Linked DNA regions of Mus musculus: region 1 is linked to region 2. The links are chromatin contacts, called in public promoter capture Hi-C maps. All regions are on one chromosome and are shown on one strand. Each heading gives the region's core, a stretch centred on a gene start, on an enhancer-like site or on the middle of the called end of the contact. The rest is flanking DNA. Distances are from core to core; before and after follow the strand shown. Region 1 holds the start of Tfap2d (transcription factor AP-2, delta). Region 2 has its middle 4.1 kb from the start of Defb41.

Region 1 (3,177 bases), core at 168-2,667, 830 kb before region 2:
AACCGTGGAATTGGCTACGGACTCCAGACAGCCAAGCTGCATCAAACGGTAGCTGTTTGATCCGTCGTGACGTATCTGGAAGGAAGAGGGGGAAAGGGGAGAGCAGAAAAACTTGAGGTTTGTCATTTTGCAACCAAGGCGCCACTCTCCCAGAGTCGGGAGCTTTCCCTGTCTCTCCCTAGGAGGAGAGAGCGCGCTGGGCTTCCGGAGAGCAGCCGGACTCAGTGAGTGCCTTCACCAAGCAGACTTCGCTAACAGTTGAACTGGGGGTGGGCGGCCTCGTCTTCACAGTGGAGAGAGCGGGGTGGGGTGGGGGGAATCCCCCACCCTATATAGGTGCGGGCGACATTACACATGCACACACAGTCAGACAGACAGACGGACAGACACACACACACACTCAAATACACTCACACCCTTCAATTCTCAACTTGTGCCTGGAGCTAGGCGTTGGGAGTCAGGTTTGCAGGTGACTGGGGGCTTAGGGGAGCAAGAGAGTCCACATGCAGAAAACGCTAGGATGCACATCGCTACTCCAGCCAGACCCTAGCACCGAAATGCCTCCTGGCCATGCGGAGGTGTTCAGCCTGAGCTGCTAAAAAAAAAATAAATAAATAAAAGGATCACCGTCCACAAATATAAAGGTATATATACATGTACATTAAAAATCCCAGTCCGTGCAAATTGTTCAACTTGCTCGCCCCCATAGCCACTTGTGTGCCATTTCTTGAATAAACCCCTTCTGAAAGGGATGCGCTGCGTTCTTCCCCCCCACCCCCCAACCCCCACGTCCACCTACTGTCCCTCATCAGTCCCCTTTCTTTGCTTTTCGGAGAATCCTTTCTGTGTCTCTAGCTTTCTCCTCGTCCCCACTTATTGTTAGGATTATGCTTCTCCCTCATTACTGCAAATGGTGCTTAACTTGGAGGAGAGTTGCCCTCCCTGCGACAGATGTCATAACGAACTTTCTCCCGTTCCCTTCCGTAACTTCTCCCGAAAGCCAGATTATAATTAAACGTAACGGTCCAATATAGATTAGAGGCAGGGGAAGCTGCCACCACCACCGCCACCACCACCGCCGCCGCCACACACTCACACACTCACGCGCGCGCGCTCACACACACACACAAAAAAGTAATAATACCTCCGCATCGTGGACTAGTCCGGGAAAGGTAGTTGACATGATGGGTTTCTCCAAAAGCTTACGATGCAATTTCCCCCTCCAAAAAAAGAATCAGGAAAAAAAAATCCAAAACTTCTTGTATTTTCCAATTTTTTTTAAAGGAAGAAAAAAAATGTTCCGTAGATAGAGATCTAAACTGTAATGGTTTTGCCCGGATCAGATAGCTCCTTGCCTCGTACCCACTTAAAAAACCTGTAGGAACAAAATTTTCCCTCTGCACAAAAGCAGCTCCCTGGAACAGATTTTGTACTTGCTGAGAATTTCTTTGGCTGATGTCGTAGGTCCCTTGGTAATATAGAAGTTTTGAAAATTAAGCATCAGCAGTGAGAACGGGGAGGACAATAGGCAGAAGAGATTTATCCCATGAGACAAGGAATAAATATTGTATCTTCGCCTAATAAGGAACTGGGGGTTCTTTCAACATTTTTTATCCATTTTCCACAACCTTTATCATGCTTTTCTATACCGACTGAGGTGAGGACGCATCTCTGCAGAGAGCATTTACACATTTTTATTGCGAAGATAGAAATCTATCCCCAATACATGCAGCTTACAGACAGAAACATATATTAATTAAACCTTTCTTTTACATGACTGGGCATTTGTTCCTATTGGTTCCACTCCCTGGATGTTGAAAGCTGATCTTTTTTTCCAACAGGCATTGCAATCAGTCTTGCCCAGTTGGGATGTCTGCCTTCTTCCAAGTGAAAACAATACCCCTTTTCTCATATTTACATTGAATTTCTGTTCTTCGTCCTTGAAAGGCAACACCAGGTGGTGGCTAACATTTTTTTAAGCAGTTTTTAAGATAGATAATCATGATGGACAGTCCTAAGTTTCTGTTACAAAGAAGTAGGACAACTGGAAAAATGTATGAGAATAAAGATGTGTGAGGATATTGCACACTTAAGTAAATGTCTTTCACTCCCCAACCCAGCCTGTTTTCCCCCCTTTACTATTTTTCTTTTCCCTTTTCTTTTAAACAGTGTGATTTTTGTTTGTTTGTTTGTTTGGTTTTTTTATTTGTTCTCCTCTCTGTGTCCCTCTCTGTATCTGTCTGTCTGTCTGCCTGTCTCTCCTTATTTCTATTTTGGAAGGTGGGAGTGTGGACCATTCAACAACAGGAAGCAGTTATATTACCCCTAAAGGACCCCCAAATACTTGCATTACATTTACAAAGAGGGTGCTGGAAAGGGACAGGGAACAACAGCGCACACTGACACACACACACACACACACACACACACCTATTTCCATTTCTTCTAGGTTTCTCAACTTTCAAACAGTTTTAGAGTTATACTTCATCCAAAATTTAGGCTGATCCACTGAGTTATCTAGTGTCTTGAAGGTCTCTCTCTCTCTCTCTCTCTCTCTCTCTCTCTCTCTCTCTCTCTCTCTCTGTGTGTGTGTGTGTGTGTGTGTGTGTGTGTGATAGCAACAAGCTCAAGATATAGAGGCTATGCTAGGTTTTATCAGCAAACTTGCCTACTCAAGGGGGAAAAAAATAAAACACCCAAAACCTGGAGGGTTAGTTGGCCCCACCAGCTCATCTCAGAGATAGACAGGGTAATTCAGTCTTAATTGCTATTTCATTTGGTTCCCTTTTAAGTGTTTAAGCTGAGAAGGTGTCTTAATAATAAGCCGCAGGCAAACAGACATGTGGCTTTTTTTTTTTTTTTTTTTTTTTTTTGGTTGAGGGTATGGGAGGTTTTATTAGGGCATGCTCACACAAGGTACACAAGGTAGCCGGGCCTGTCACTCAGAGCTATTGGCTCTATACATAAGGACACATGACAAGAATTAAAATGCATTGTCTGCAATAGACATCCAAGATGCCTCACTTCCACACAGGATCAGCAGCCTATATTTGCTCCCCTTGTTAAGATGGACTTATCTCCACTCCCCACCCTGAAATTCCACATCATTAACTGTTGAAATCAGAAGGCTTTTCAAGCAAGTCCAGTGAGGATGAAAATGAAGAATATAGGACTTGG
Region 2 (2,930 bases), core at 396-2,895:
CTCCTACATCTAGCTGAGGAGCTATTGACAGTTTATGGCTTCCAGGAAAGAAGAAGTCATTTTTTTTTTAAAGAATGCTACCATTGAGAAATGGAACATGTGGGCTGAGAGATGGCTCAGCCTAAAAGCTAGGCTCACATCCAAAAATATAAGAGAAATGGAACATGTTCCATTGGATGGCCCTGTCTTAGTGTTTCCATTGTTGTGAAGAGACACTATTACCAAGGCAACTCTTATAAAGGACACCATTTAATTGGGGCTAGCTTACAAGTTTAGAGATTAAGCCCATTATCCTCAAGGCAGGAAGCTTGGCAGGATCCAGGCAGTCATGGTGCTGGAGACAGAGCTGAGAGTTTTACATCTTGTTCCAAAGGGACCCAGAAGACTGCCTTTCAGGCAGCAAGGAGAAGGGTCTGAAATCCCACCCCCACAGTGACACACATTCTTCAACAAGGACACACCTACTCCAACAATACACCTCCTAATAGTGCCACTCCTTGGATCAAGCATATTTAATCTATCACAGACATAATGGCCATGTGTATGTGGGCAGCATAAGTTATACATAATAAGTTATTTAATAAAAAGAAGACAAAAGTTGTGAGGGATGATGAGATCTGGAGGGTGCCATCATAGACTTAAAGTCTAGGACTTTCCTTGTTGGAGCAGAAGGTAGTTCTAAGGTGCAGGCACCTAGCCCTATCACCAAGCCTGATGAATTGAGAAACAAATTCTTCCTTGGAAACAGATTCTGCAGACTTGATCTTACAGGTTGTCTTTTTTTTTTTTCTTCAATAATTAATTTATTTATTCACTTTACATCCTGATCTCAGACATGTTTTTCCTCTCCTCCCAGCCCCATCCTCTCAAACTCTTCTCCCATTATCCACTCACTTTCTCCTCTGAGAAGGCTTCTAGGCTAAGAACCCAGTCACTATTCTTATCAGGACAATAGGATGTACACCGAATTTCATTTATCTACTTGTCAGAATTTGCCACCTACTGGTCAGGTCACCGAACCAGTCTGTCTAAAGTTTCCAACAAAAAGCCTGACCACAGACAGTAGGCGACCTGTACAGAGGACCTAAACAGGCTTCTTTGTCAGAAACCATCTAGGATAGACCAAGGCTATCCTAGAAGGTGGCCTTCATGGAGTTGGCCCACCATCTTTACATGGCTAATGATGGGTGAGCTCTGAGAAGCATGGTTCCAAAGACCTCATTTCTGGATTGCTTTATGCAGCTGATAGGCCTTTGCTCTCACTATTACATAGTCTCAATATTCCTGGACATTAGCCAGCCGTTTGAGCAAATTTCCTGCAGGTCTACATAAAGATAAACTTTCATGAACCATTACTGTTTAGATGAATTACTGATTTTACAGAATTCCTGATTTGATTTAAATAATCTTAAGATGAAAGTTTTAAGAAATGGTTTTAGTTGTTTTGCTCAAAAGATGTAGTAAATTTAGAATCAAAATATTTTTTCAATGAGTTTGTTTATATAGTGGATTGCTTTGATGGATTTCCATATATTGGACCATCCCTGCATCTCTGGAATGAAGCCTACTTGATCATGGTTGTCGCAGACCCTTTTGGTCCCTGTCTGCATCTGTGTTGTGTATTCCCTTGTCTGGGTAAGGCCGGCTATTGTCCCAAGTAAACACTCTACAGACCAGCCCTGAGCTATTCGGGCTCTGTTCTTTGTAATGCCTAATTAGTTTCGCTGTCTCTACTAAAAGTAAATTTGAATGTTACTGAATGGGTAACATTCTTACTGAATTCCTACTGAATTCCAAGTTTGTCGGCTTCAAGGATTTTTCTGGGACATTGGAATACTGGCAAATGCTTATCTATGTCAGAATTCAATCTTTAAAGGCACTTATAATAAAATAATACTAAAAGAGAGCACATGGATCCATACACCAGACTAACGGGGATAGGGTATGAGTATAAGTGTCATGAGAATGCCAAGGTTCCAGGTTGGGTTTCCTTGAAACTCTTTGCCTCATGCGTGCTTCCAGGCCTCTCAGCCTGCCAAGCAGACTTCACTGGAGTGTGTATTGCACATGGTGAATGATCTTTTTGATGTATTCTTGGTTTCAGCTTGAGAGAATTTTATTGAGTATTTTTGCATCGATTTTGATAAGGGAAATTGGTCTAACATTGTCCTTCTTTGTTGGGTCTTTATGTGATTTAGGTATCAGCCTAACTGTGGCTTCATAGAATGAGTTAGGTAGTGTTCCTTCTGTTTCTATTTTGAGGAATAATTTGAAGAATATTGATATTAGGTCTTCTTTGAAGGTCTGATAGAATTCTGCACTAAACTCATCTGGTCCTGGCCTTTATGTGGTTGGGAGACTTTTAATAACTGCTTCTATTTCTTTAGAGGTTATGAAACTGTTTAGATCATTTATCTGATCCTGATTTAACTTTGGCACATGGTATCTGTCTGGAAAATTGTCCATTTCATCCAGATTTTCCAATTTGTTAAAGAATAGTCTTTTGTAGTAGGATCTGATGAATTTTTAAAATTTCCTTGGTTCCCATTATGTCTCCCTTTTTCATTTCTGATTTTATTAATTTGGATTCTGTCTCTCTGCCCTCTGGTAAAACTGGATAAGGGTTTATCTATCTTGTTTTCTTAAAGAATTAGCTCCTGGTTTAGTTGATTATTTGTATTGCTCTCTTTGTTTCTACTTGGTTGATTTCATCCCTGAGTTTGATTATTTCCTATCTACTCCTCTTGGATGCATTGGCTTCTATTCATTCTAGTGTTTTTAGATGTCACAGATGCCAGGAAACAATGGGGATGCCATTAGCCTAAATACCTTACAAAGGGGATATAGAACCTGTAGAGATCATTTCCAGTGGTTAGGCACTGACTCCCAGTTGATGAATGGGGCCACCCACCCATCTAAAAATATTAACC

The links. Promoter capture Hi-C pulls out the DNA fragments that hold promoters and counts their contacts.
Region 1: a contact with region 2 is called in a promoter capture Hi-C map of stem cell-derived epiblast-like cells, with 4 times the contacts expected there. The contact joins the promoter of Tfap2d here to the enhancer-like site in region 2. A contact is called at or near these places in 6 of 39 promoter capture datasets (the 3T3-L1 cell line, embryonic stem cells, hippocampal neurons and 2 more).

The regions. Positions count from the first base shown.
Region 1 is chr1:19,101,262-19,104,438 of GRCm38.p6, reverse strand. It overlaps Tfap2d (transcription factor AP-2, delta), which reads right to left and starts at 1,417. Exons shown (of 8, transcript NM_153154.3): 1 at 1,145-1,417; 2 at 1-75. The coding sequence starts at 1,183. All of the region lies in intron 1 of Gm15825 (predicted gene 15825), which reads left to right.
Region 2 is chr1:18,267,761-18,270,690 of GRCm38.p6, reverse strand. No RefSeq gene overlaps it. Among named protein-coding and RNA genes, the nearest start is that of Defb41, 4.1 kb to the right of the region's middle. Within about 2 kb of position 1,645, at least 8 of the 459 cell types and tissues checked have an H3K27ac peak or open chromatin away from gene starts, as enhancers often do. A contact at or near this core is called in embryonic stem cells and stem cell-derived epiblast-like cells, where this site is marked.